Linked DNA regions of Mus musculus: all the other regions are linked to region 4. The links are chromatin contacts, called in public HiChIP or PLAC-seq maps. All regions are on one chromosome and are shown on one strand. Each heading gives the region's core, a stretch centred on a gene start, on an enhancer-like site or on the middle of the called end of the contact. The rest is flanking DNA. Distances are from core to core; before and after follow the strand shown.

Region 1 (2,874 bases), core at 365-2,864, 470 kb before region 4:
TCAGCTGTAATTCTGAGCCTCAGGGCCATCTCCCCAGCATCCACGATCTATTTTGCTGTTTAGAATAAGAACACTGTGTGTGCATGTGGGCCAAAAGTGGAGTTGGCGCTCTCCTCCCTCGATCCAGGGGGTCAAAGTTGGGTTGTCAAGTGGCAGAGCTTCACCTGCCTAGCCACCTGGCAGACCCCTATCAATCTTTAACTTATAGCAGGAAATTTAATTACTTTGCAGTGGAAGTGGACGTGGGCACTTAGGAGGAAAACCAATCAAATCTGCGAACCGTGTTGGCACACATCGTTCAGTTCATCAAAGTTCTAGGGAGGCGGAGGCCGGTGAATCTCCATGAATTCAAGGCCAAGCGTGGTCTACATAAGGAGTTCCAGGCCAGCCAAGGCTACATAGTGAGAACCCATCTTAAAACAAACACAAAACAAAGGGGGCAATTATTTATTATTAAAAGTGTCAAAAAAAATTCTGGGCGTGGTGGCGCACTCCTTTAATCCCAGCACTCAGGAGGCAGAGGCAGGCGGATTTCTGAGTTCGAGGCCAGTCTGGACTACAGAGTGAGTTCCAGGACAGCCAGGGCTAAACAGAGAAACCCTGTCTCGGAAAACCAAAAAAAAAAAAAAAAAAAAAAAGTGTCAGACTATACATTAACACCCTGTCTCAGAAAAACAAAAACAAAAAACAAAGAAAGGGTCTTTTGGGGAGGGGTTGGGAGAGCTGAAGAGGTGGCTCACTGGTTAAGAGCATTGCTTCTCACCAGGTGGTGGTGGAGCACGCCTTTAATCCCAGCACTTGGGAGGCAGAGGCAGGTGGATCTCTGAGACCAGCCTGGTCTACAGAGTGAGTTCCAGGAAAGCCAGGGCTATACAGAGAAACCCTGTCTCGAAAACACCAAAACAAACAAACAAGAGCATTGCTACTCTTGCAGGGGGACTCAGATTCCATCCCGAGCACCCACAGGGCAGTTCACAACAGGTTGTCACTCAAGTTCCAGGGGATCTGACGCCCTTTTATGGCCGTCAGGAGCTCCTCCTGTATGCATGAAGGTAAAACACACACATTATTAAAAAAAAAAAAAAACCAGTCTATTTTAAAAAGCGTCTTGGATGGAGAAATGCCCGCTAGTGTGAATTCAGGGCTACCCAGGGCTGGGCTAACGCGCTGACACCGAGCTATAGCCCCAGTGCTCTTACAGTATTATTTTGAGTCCGAGGTCTCACTAAGTCACCCAGACTGGCCTTGAACTCGTGATTCTTCCGCCTAAGCCTATTGAGTGGCAGATTATTGTCCTGTGCTACTAGTGAAAGAGTTTCTTTAAGAGAGCGAATTCCTAAATTAGGACTGCTTGGATCCTCTTTCGCACGCAGGACATGGGAAATATTAACCACTTCTTTGGTGGCACAAGCCTCTAATCCGAGCACTTGGGAGGTGGAGCCAGGAGGATCACGGATTTGGAGTCAGACAAGGATATGTCAGACCCTCTCTCAGCAAACAACACAAGCCACAAACAAACAAACACTACAAGAACCTCAAAAGGCAATCATTGCCCCAGGCGTCAGCAGCATATCCGGAACCTTAACTGAGCTGAGCAGGAAAGACAGCGGGCAATCCGTAGAGGAGCGCCCAAGAATCTTGGCGTGGGAGACACGTAGGATTCTGGGACTTGTAGTTTTCTTCCAACTAGATCGGCTTCGCGGACTACATTTCCCAAGATGCACACGTAACAAGCGAGTCCCACTGTTGGGTGAGAATTGTGGAAGGTAAGTGTTCTGATCCGGCTGAAGGTTTCCCGCTGAGCATTCTTACTAGGGATTCCATCTGTCTCTTTTGTTCTCGAGGGGACAAGGAGGATTTATCCCGGCAAAACCCGACTGTTTAGCCGTTCACACGTAGCTGGGAAATCTCATGGAGAAAGCAGGGTCCTGAGCTCTTCTTGGATAGGAAGCCAAGCCTAAATATGTGTGCCTATCACTCGATAGCTCCGCATTATGTCAAAGACTGTGTCAAAGGCTTGTCTTTACAACTAGAAAACCAGACAGGCAAGTTTGTATGCCTTGATTTTTATGTGTCCAAGTAGCAGAATTTACAATGCAGGGTAAGCAGACAGAGTGATTACTTAGCGTCCATCCCAGAGGCCCTGGATTTGGTACCGAGAACCGTGTAGAAAAAGACAAAACAAAACTGACATACTAAAATTAAAAAATCTTTTGGAGAAATGATATAATTCGGTTTAGTTGTATTCCTTGGCCTGGGCTACAGGGAATTCTGTCTCAAGTAATGATAATAATAATAATAATAATATCTGATTTAAACCAAGTAGAGTTATAGAACAAATAGTCCCATGAGAGATAATATTAACAAAAATATAAATATTACTAAAACATGTTTATATTAGTAGCAGGTGAAAAATAATGGGCTATTAAAAGTCTGTTTTTTAGGGCTGGAGAGATGGCTCAGTGGTTAAGAGCACCCCCTGCTCTTCCAAAGGTCCTGAGGTCAACTCTCAACGACCACAAGGTGTCTCACAACCATCTCTGATGAGTTCTTCCCTCTTCTGGGAAGTAGGTGTACGCGCAGGTTGACCATTCATATACATAAAATAAGTAAAAAAAAATTTTTTTAAAGTTTGTTTTAAAAAATATTTAATTTTTTAAAATTAAATTTTATTTTATGTGTTTGGGTATTTTACCTGCGCGTGTATTTGCGCATCCCTTTTATTCCTCGGCGCTTGCAGAGCGCAGACGAGGGCCTGAAACTGGAGTTAAAGATAGTTGTAAGTCACCATTGTAGGTGCTGAGAATTGAAGGGCTTCCGGACGAACCGTCCTCCCTTCTGTTTCCCCAGTGCTACAATCCCAGGCCGGGGCCA
Region 2 (2,869 bases), core at 142-2,641, 440 kb after region 4:
GCTCCATACTGTACAGGGCTGCTGCCAGAGTTCGGTGGGGAGAGGAGGGCTCTCAGCATCTCCACCTATCCCCCCTGGCCTGGTATTTGCTTAATGAGCATCTATTACACTGCTTGTCAAAGTCATCTTAAATGACAGAAGGGGAACAGCTAAGGCAGGAGTCCCAGCTGGACCATGGCCCCTTACCTTGAAGAGCAGGGGAGTTCCCTGAACTTACACAGACAGACAGACAGACAGACAGACAGACACACACACACACACCAGGAAGGTCCTGGCTCCCCTCTCTCTCTGGCTCAGGCAGGACATTCACCTTTTCAAGAGAAGCCTGTTTGAAGGCTGAAGCCCACATTTTTCTGGGGACCCTGGGAACTCCAGTTGCTGGCTGGGTACATGGTAGGGTTCATGGGGACCTCCTTTTAAGCATCCTGCTTAAAAGTAAGAGGTTGCTCTGTTTGGGAGTCTGGGAGACTCCAGACACTGCAGGAGACATAGGCAGAGTTCTGAACACCTGTCCTCAGGGGCAGGGACAGCTGGCACTGCCTGCCTCCCTCCCCCACCTCGAGTGGGGATTTAGGTCATAAGATTGCGGCCGGGGAGGACAGGGAGTTGGCCTTCACCTTCTACTACACCAAGGCATTCGGCCTTGGCCATTCTGGCTCCACTCAAAGCCAGCTGTGTTGTCACAATTCTGGTGACATCAAAGGTCGGGCAGTGATGTCACATGCAGCCCATTGGAACATGCTGTCTTTGTGAGTTATTTGTAACAATAGACACACAAATGTCTTGCCTGGAAAGACACCATCCTCAGACATGAAGTTTTGGGACTCCCTGTCTCTGAGCTCTGTCTCTTTAAGATCCCAAAGGTGGTTTTGTAGACCCCCTCCATGCTGGCCAACCCTGGCTGCCCCCAATCAATCTTTACAAAAGTACAAGATTCCCTAAGAATCTCCAGAGGACAGGGCCACCACCTTTGTTAGCTTCATGGGTGGGGTGCCTTTCCTCTGACAAATACCGATGTCAGTAGAATACCCACGAGGGTCCACAATCTCCACTCCAGCCAGTCCAAATAAGTTGTGTGGGCAGGACAAGGGTGGACAAGTAGCATTGCTGTCTCTGGGCACCCAACAACCTAGGGCCCTTTTAGGGCCAGTCCAGGTTGCCAGGTTGCGAGGAGCTGTCCCCAGCTCAAACCCAAAATTCTGCACCCCGCAACTCACCGTATCAGGCAGTCGGACGAAGGGCACCAAATCTCAGAGGCCACGACGCTCCGATCTGCGGGTTGCGGCCATGCAGGGGTGATAAAGATTGCTGGAGAAAGGCCCCCTTAGGGGGCCGATGTCTTTCTTCGTATGGAAAGGGGAGCCGTCGGTGAGGGCGATCCCTGCGTCCGGAAGCGCCGTCCGAAGTCGGAAAAAGGTTTTTTTTTCCCCCCTCTCAGTACCCGTCGCGTCCGCCTGGGACCCCGGCCGCTCGCGCGCTCAGGCGGCGCATCCTCGCAGGAGACTGTGCTCCATACGTCCGGCGGGAGGCGCTGCGCCTCCCTTCGGGGCCCGGCTCACCGCTGCAGCTCTGCCCGCGCCTCTCCCAGGGCGCCCTCTCCGTCCGCGCTGGGAGGCCGGCGGCCGCGGCCCCTCTCGCCAGCCCCAGCTGCAGCCTGTCTTTGTTGCTTCCTCTCGCTTGCCCTCCCGCCCTCGGCTTGCAGCTCCCGGCTTTGCTCAGAGGTGGAGAGTCCGTCTCCTCGGAGGGTTGCACGCACCTGCAGCGGCCCGGGCTCCTCGCCCGGCGTGCACCGGCCCCCGCAGGTTGCAGAGAGCAGCGCCGAGAATGAGCCGGCCCCTCCTCCTCCTGCTCCGAGCTCCGGGTGTGGGGGGAGGGGAAGCCGGCGAGCAGCGGCAGTGGCAGCCGCAGCGAGCGGCAGAGACTGGGATGTAGCCTCGCGGGCCTTGGCGCTGAGGACCAGCAGATCCAGCAGGCGCAGGGCAGACTCGGGGATGGAGAGCCGTGCACCCGGTATGGTGCTCGAGCGCCGCAGCAGCGGTCGGCGCACAGGTCTCTCCCGTGCCCGTGGCCCGGGACGGTTCGCGGGGCTCCCGGAGCCGCAACCTCGCGCTGCCCAGCACCCTCGCCTAGCCTCGGGCCCGGCTCTTCGCCCGGCCTGGCCGGCGCGCGCAGCCTCTTCGCAGAGCTGCCGGCCCGGCAATGCTGCCCGCTGCTCCGCTCCGGCACGACTGACAGGCGCGGGCGCCCGCTCCTGCCGCTGCGTCTCACCCCCGGTCCGCCCCCCGCGTTACGGCCCAATCAGCTGCAGCCGAGAGGCGGTTACCACGGTGACGCGGCGCCGCGTCCTCCGCGAGGCGGGGCTGGGGGCCGCCACGCGCGCTTTTCGCGGCAAAATTCAAAGGCCGGCAGGGCGGCTCTCCAACCTTTTTCCCCAAGCGGGGATGAGGCGGGTCCTGCTCCTAGAGGACTACAACTCCCGGCTTGCTGCGAGCCTAAAACAGGCGAAGGAGTCCCGATTGGAAGGGCAAGGCATGCTGGTTGTTGTAGTCCCTTTGTCGAAGACCTAAAGGGTTGAAAGCAGGTAATCCTATTCACTGAGTACCTGTTTGAGGGTAGGTACTATGCATTATTCCGTTTACTCTTGGAACAGGCCCTATGAGGAGTGTGTTAAAGATAGTAAAAATAGGTTGGGGTGACACCAAATGGTAAAGGGTGCGGTTTGCAAGACCCAACATCAAACCTTGGGACAACCTAAACACACACACACACAGAGCAAAGTGCATACTACACTTAAATTTTTCAAAACTGTGAGATTGGCTTTATGGCCTACATTTTACAGAGGAGAACACTGATATTTGACACTTGTTCT
Region 3 (3,331 bases), core at 820-3,319, 340 kb before region 4:
AACACACACACACAAACACACACAATCCAGTACATAGTTAAATGATACATCTTTTTGCTGTGTGCATGTGTGATTTTTTTTTTTTTTGAGACAGGGTTTTTCTGTGTAGCCCTGGCTGTCCTGGAACTCACTTTGTAGATCAGGCTGGTCTCCAATTCACCTGCCTCTGCCTCCCGAGTGCTGGGATTAAAGGTGTGTACCACCACCATCCAGCAACAATATACCTTTTTTTTTTTTTTTTTTTTTTGAGACAGGGTTTCTTTGTATAGCCCTGGCTCTCCTGGAACTCACTCTGTAGACCAGGCTGGCCTCGAAATCAGAAATTTGCCTGCCTCTGCCTTCCAAGTGCTGGGACTAAAGGTGTGCGCCACCACACCCGGCTTTTTTTTTTTAATTGCTCACATAGTTCAGTCTGGTCTTGAATCCATCAAGCAGTTAAGGATGTTTTAAAATGCATGAGTCTGCTGCTGCCTCTTCCTCCTTTTGTTATTTTGAGATAGGCTCTTACAATATAGGCAAGGCTAATCTCAGACTATAGACGTGGTCCAGGCTGGCCTCTAACTAGAGATTCCCTACCTCCGTCTCTCAAAACAGTACCATATACACAAACATTTTAAACTTAGGGGTGTGTGAGCGGAGACAGGGTCTCATTCTACAGCCCAGGCTAGTCTCTAACTCACAGCAATCTTCCTACCCCATCTCACTCTTATGAGCCACCTCACTTGGCGTGTGTCTTAGTCAGGGTTTCTATTCCTGCACAAACATGATGACCAAGAAGCAAGTTGGGGAGGAAAGGGTTTATTCAGCTTACACTTCCACCCTGCTGTTCATCACCAAAGGAAGTCAGGACTGGAACTCAAGCAGGTCAGAAAGCAGGAGCTGATGCAGAGGCCATGGAGGGATGTTCTTTACTGGCTTGCCTCCTCTGGCTTGCTCAGCCTGCTCTCTTATAGAACCCAAGACTACCAGCCCAGAGATGGTCCCACCCACAAGGGGCCTTTCCCCCTTGATCACTAATTGAGATGCCTTACAGATGGATCTCATGGAGGCATTTCCTCAACTGAAGGTCCTTTCTCTGTGATAACTCCAGCTGTGTCAAGTTGACACAAAACTAACCAGTACAGCGTGTTTTGTTGTTTTTGTTTTTATGGAGACAGGGTCTCACTATGCAGCCTCTGGATAGCCTAGAACTCTGTAGAGGAGGCTGGCCTGGGGTCAGTTCCATCTGCGTCTTCCTCGCAGATACTAGCATTAAAGATGCGAGGCTTTTAGACCAAAATAAATAAATAAATAAATAAACAAATAAATAAATAAAAAGGGAAAAAGGAGATATTTGTAAAGTTCTACAGACAAAATTTAACAGATGTGTGTAGTATTCAAAGCGGGAGCAGGAACATTGAACAAACGCTGAGGATATGGAGCTAAACAAAGTCCAGATTTGCTGGCAATTGCAGGGTCCTTACTGGTTCCTGGGTCTGTTCCTTGACTCATTAATACACGGTTTCATACATTCATTCATTAAATTGCATAAAGCACCTGCTACTTGCCATGAAAGATTTCGGGTAACTCTCGGGATGCAGCGCTGGCAAAAATCTAAGCACTGCGGACTTTACAGTCTATGTAGGGCACAACGGAAGAGAATAACAACGGTCTTTAAGAGCGATAGGGACAATGATAACGACAAGGACAGGGCTGTCGAGGGCCTGGGAAATCGCGGAATTAGAAGGCAGCGAGCGAGGAAAGAGAATGGCGCCTCCGCTAACGTGACTTGTTCTCCGCACTTCAGATCCTGTCCAGGGACTCCAAAGAAGGGAGCGATTAAAACCAGAAAAGCTCGCAAAAGTTCAGTTCCGCGGACATCCTCACCTAGGCGCTGACAAGCAGGGAGATGGGGCACAGGAACGGGGCGCATGCGCGCTCTCGCTCCAGCCGCCCCAGGGACGGATAAAGTGCGCAGGCGCTGGAGTTCCTAGCCAGGTCTGAGAAGGCGTTGCCCAATAGGAACGTCGTTCGGCGTCTTTGTCCCGCCCCCTTCGCCCGTCCCCATTTCCGCTTCCGGCGCGCCGGTGTAGTTCCATGATGGCGTCGGCGGTGCTGTCAGCGTCTCGGGTCTCTCGGCCGCTGGGCCGGGCCCTCCCCGGGTTGAGGCGGCCCATGTCGAGTGGCGCCCACGGCGAGGAGGGTTCAGGTACCCGGGGGCTCTCGGATGGGCGTGGGGTCTCGGCGGGTGGCGTGCGGCGGCGTGGCGGGGCCGGAGCCCGGGGCGGTGACCTTGGCGGGAGGGAGCGGCCGAGGCTGACGTTGTGGCCCCCGCCGCAGCTCGGATGTGGAAGGCCCTCACCTACTTCGTGGCGCTGCCCGGGGTGGGAGTGAGCATGCTCAACGTGTTCCTCAAGTCGCGGCACGAAGAGCACGAGAGACCCCCGTTCGTTGCCTACCCTCACCTGCGCATCAGGACCAAGGTAGGCGCTGCGCCTTTACTGTCCGTCTGTCCGTCCGTCCTCCAGGCATCCGTTATTGCGGGGTTGTCCACTCCCCTGGCCCAGCCCTTGGGGGAGTTTTAGGATCTTGGCTGCCTGTCCGTCCGTGCAGATAGAATATTTTATTTACTCTTCGTTTGACGGAAGGGAAGCCAGTTTGTAGGTCGTGGCTCGGTTTTCTTAAAAGGCCACCCAGTAAATGCCTGCGGGCTTTCAGCTCCTCCAACTTGTCACCTTTTGTCCAATGGTGCACTTTATTAGCTTCCTGCGGGAAAGTTTGGAGGTTTGGGGTGTCCCTTTATAGCCGCAAATCCTGAAGGTGATCCGGGATCCGGGCGATTGGCGTAGGCTTAAGCACAGACTGCCCGTTGGTTCTCACAGTGCCTGTCGTTTTATCAGTTCTTTGCCTTGGCTGTTCGTGTAGAAACCCTGTCTCGAAAAACCAAAAAAAAAAAAAAAAAAAAAAAAAAGACAGTTATAATGTCTCATGATGTATTTTAACAAGCCCGTCTTCCACTGTATCACCTAATTCACCTAAGACTGGCCTTGCAGAAACTTATTCTAGACTTCAATTTTACAACCCAGAAGGCTCCATGCCGTTCCCGTACAGCCTCAGCACTTGAGAGGCCAAAGAGAGCCAATGTCTTGTTCAAGGCCAGTCTGGTCTACAAAGTGAGCTCCAGGACAGCCAGGGGGGAGACTTTCTCAGAAAAAGAAAAGGTGTTTGACAGCAGCCTTGCCTTGGGGCTCTGCCCACTAGGTGGCAGTAGCACCCCCCTCCTAAGGCCTCTAGATAATGCTCCCATATCCCGCCCCTGGCACTTGGGGTCAGAAAACAAGCGTTTTCTCAG
Region 4 (3,011 bases), core at 355-2,854:
ATTCACAGAGGAGTCCTCGTGGGGCAGGACAAGCAAGCTCTAGGTGTTGCCAGTGCCCATGGCAGCACCAACATTACCTAGTCCATCTGCAGGTAAGAAACTGAATCCCACCTGCCATTGAGATGCCCCTCCCTCACTGCTGCTCACAACTATTAGTCTGTCCTTTTAAACCACAACTGGAGCCACCAAAACCCAACTTTTCTTTTAGTTATTTCCTCTCAACTTCCCAGTTACCTTCTTTTTCAGATTGTGCATACATCGCTGCCGTTTGCATTACTAAAGCATGTTCGATCACTAACCCTCCATCAGGACACAGTGAGCTCCCGACTTAGCATAACCATCCCTTGTTTTCGTGTATAACCCGGCTCTTTTACTGTCTCCCTATGGTAGTTACAGCTCACTTACGCTCCCAACACTTGACAGTTTGCCCCGTGCTTTGGGAAGGTAGCCACACAATCTGTACAGGTTAGGGAAAAGGCAATTCTGGTACTTAAAGGTTTAGGGTCAAGGAATGAAGAACTAACTCACTTTTCCGAAGGTAGCCACACAATCTGTACAGGTTAGGGAAAAGGCAATTCTGGTACTTAAAGGTTTAGGGTCCAGGAATGAAGAACTAACTCACTTTTCCAATTACAAAACGAAGCGGACCTTCAACCCCACTCTTCGGAAAAGTCGACAGTTCTGGTACCAAGCCACAAGTGCTTGAAACCATCTCCGATCTCTTAGGCTGCAGCGACCAGGTTCCCCGCCCGCCCGGTACCTACCACCAACCCACCCATCTCCTGTTTTCTCACCCTCAAGCCACAGCTCAACTACACCATTCCCACTCGCCCCCGGTACAACCAACCTCCTTCCGCGGCAAACACTCCACGCCTCTGCCCTTCTCACCTCTTTCCCCCCAAACTTGGACGCATCTGTCACCTCCCCCCTGTAAATCACAAGTGTGTGTGCCTCAGCCCTAAACACGCTGCTAAAAAAAGTCCCACAGGCAGGGGGACTCAACCTGGACGGACACACACACACATTCCCGTGATCGAGCCCTCCACCCCCAGAACACCGGCCAGCACTCTTCGAATCCCCAGAGCAGAGTACCAACCCCTTTACAAAGACTACCCATGACCCCGCTGCTACCGACGACTTCCTTTACAGAATGTGGCCATCCTGGAACAAGACTCCCCCTCTCCGCTGTGCCAGGGCTCGATCACGGGGCCGCAGGGCCTCTGCCCACCGCGGAAGCGGTCGCTCCCGCCCTCACTACTTGCAAGTTGTGCCTCTTACCACCTGTTCTCGCCGAGAGTGGGGTACACCTTCGCCCGGGCCCGTTCTCTGCCCACCCTTCTCCAGCTTCCCCCCTGGCCCGCCAGCACCCGCGCCAGTCGGTTCCGCTGCGCGGCTCGAATGACCGCCCCTCCCCCGGGCTCGGAGGACGCCCAGCGGCCCGCACCCCGAGCCCCGCGAGCACCTGCGGCCCGGCCCGGCCCGGCCTCCTCGTCCCCAAAAGCCCGCACTCACCACGAATAGGTCTGTTCCGCCATGGTGCTGCCTCTCGGGGGCTCCGCGGCTCGCTCGGCCGGCGGCAGAGGGCGCGGCCGGGGGCCCCGGCGGCTCGCTCCTTCACTCGCTCGCACGGAGGACAGGCAGTCGGGCTCCGACAGACTCCGACGGGCCCCGCTCCCTGGGCCCCGGAGCGGGCGCGGGCCCCGGGCTCCGCGCTCGGCCTCGTCAGCCGCGGCGGCGGCGGCGGCTCCGCTGCGGCTCCAAACCCAACATGGCGGCGGCGGCGGCGGCGCGGAGAACAAGGGCCCCGAAACGGTGGCTCGGGCCCGCGCTCAGTGCGCGCCGGGCCGCGGGAGCGCCGCGCTCGGGCGGCGGCGGCGGCGGCCGGGGGACATGGCCGGCGGCGGCGGCGGCAGCGGCGGCAGCAACGGCTGAGGGGGGCGCTAGGCGGTGAGGCGAGGCCGCTCGAAGCACACCCGCCCGCCGAGGGAGGAGGGAGCGAGCGAGCGGGCGGGGGCGAGCCCGGGCCGCTGGTCACGTGCCCAAAACACGCTCACGTGACCCCGGCGCCCCGCCCCCTCGCGCGCGCTGCCCATGCGCGGAGCGCTCAGCCCAGGTCGGCTCGGGGCTACGGTTAGCTGCAGCGGCCGCCGCGCGCTAGGCCCCTTGGGCGCGCAGTGGTCCTCCCCGGTGCGCGGCGGTTGACTGCCACTCAGCTGTCAACCTTCCATCATCCACCGTCGGCTGTCCCTGGGTCCTCAGCTGCCAGTCAACTGTCAAAATGCGGACAGAGCGCTGCATTCGGGTTCCCGCGCTGCGCGGTCCCCCTCCTTGGTTTCTGCAAACGTCCCTTCGCGGCGCCTGGTGCCAAGTCAAATGCTACCATGCTCGTCTTCATAGAAGCGATCAGCGGGGTCCTTGTTGGGTGCCAGCTAGGCGTCAGCGCCTTCACCTAGGCCCTTGTCCTTACATGCATATTCTCAGGGAAGAGACATAGGTGGTTCGAGCTGGCTAAAGCACGAAGATTATTTCAGAGTCATGGGGCTATTAATAATGGAGAGCAATTAATAGAGACTAAAGGAAGGGTGCAGGCTACTTTGATAGGGTGAATGGGCATAACTCAGTTGTTAGAGCGTTGTGTGTGACCATGTGTTAGGAAAAAAAATTTAAAAACCCAGGCCTAGTGGTGCGTGCCTTTAATCCCAGCAAAGGCAGGCAGATCTCTAAGAGTTTGCGGCCAGCCTGGTCTACATAGTGAGTTCCAGGCCAGCCAAGAATACATAGAGAGACTCTATAATGAGTTAATGAAAGACAGGGAGAAACGTGAAGAAGCATATAGCAAGAGATGAGGAAACATATTTAAGCTACACAGTGTATGTTTCTGACCACATGACATTCTGGAAAAATGACTATGGAAACAGCAAAAAGTTCACTGGTTATCAGGCTGAAGGGACACGTGGAGGATTTTTAAAGCAACAAAACTAGACCACGAGACACTGTACTCCCAGAACTGT

Evidence for each region. HiChIP or PLAC-seq counts read pairs in DNA pulled down with a chosen protein or histone mark.
Region 1: an H3K4me3 HiChIP or PLAC-seq map of neural tube shows a contact between it and region 4, with 4 times the contacts expected there. The contact joins the promoter of Sirt4 here to the promoter of Sppl3 in region 4. A contact is called at or near these places in 7 of 115 datasets of contacts at active chromatin or transcription factors (embryonic limb bud, embryonic stem cells, large pre-B cells and 3 more) and 1 of 9 other capture datasets (macrophages).
Region 2: a contact with region 4 is called in an HNF4G HiChIP or PLAC-seq map of pancreatic cancer cells. The contact joins the promoter of Fam222a here to the promoter of Sppl3 in region 4. A contact is called at or near these places in 2 of 115 datasets of contacts at active chromatin or transcription factors (memory CD8 T cells and pancreatic cancer cells).
Region 3: a contact with region 4 is called in an H3K4me3 HiChIP or PLAC-seq map of embryonic stem cells, with 2.9 times the contacts expected there. The contact joins the promoter of Cox6a1 here to the promoter of Sppl3 in region 4. A contact is called at or near these places in 1 of 484 Hi-C or Micro-C datasets (CD4 T cells), 9 of 115 datasets of contacts at active chromatin or transcription factors (effector CD8 T cells, embryonic basal ganglia, embryonic stem cells and 4 more) and 3 of 9 other capture datasets (adipose tissue, embryonic stem cells and liver).

Annotation. Positions count from the first base shown.
Region 1 is chr5:115,483,224-115,486,097 of GRCm38.p6, reverse strand. Sirt4 (sirtuin 4) reads left to right here and starts at 1,614. Exons shown (of 5, transcript NM_133760.1): 1 at 1,614-1,766. Gm42007 (a long non-coding RNA gene) reads right to left here and starts at 1,648. Exons shown (of 2, transcript XR_878704.2): 1 at 1,535-1,648; 2 at 1-55.
Region 2 is chr5:114,566,773-114,569,641 of GRCm38.p6, reverse strand. Fam222a (family with sequence similarity 222, member A) reads right to left here and starts at 1,391. Exons shown (of 3, transcript NM_001004180.1): 1 at 1,218-1,391.
Region 3 is chr5:115,347,696-115,351,026 of GRCm38.p6, reverse strand. Cox6a1 (cytochrome c oxidase subunit 6A1) reads left to right here and starts at 2,069. Exons shown (of 3, transcript NM_007748.5): 1 at 2,069-2,188; 2 at 2,320-2,462. The coding sequence starts at 2,080.
Region 4 is chr5:115,010,117-115,013,127 of GRCm38.p6, reverse strand. Sppl3 (signal peptide peptidase 3) reads right to left here and starts at 1,604. Exons shown (of 11, transcript NM_029012.2): 1 at 1,513-1,604. The coding sequence starts at 1,535.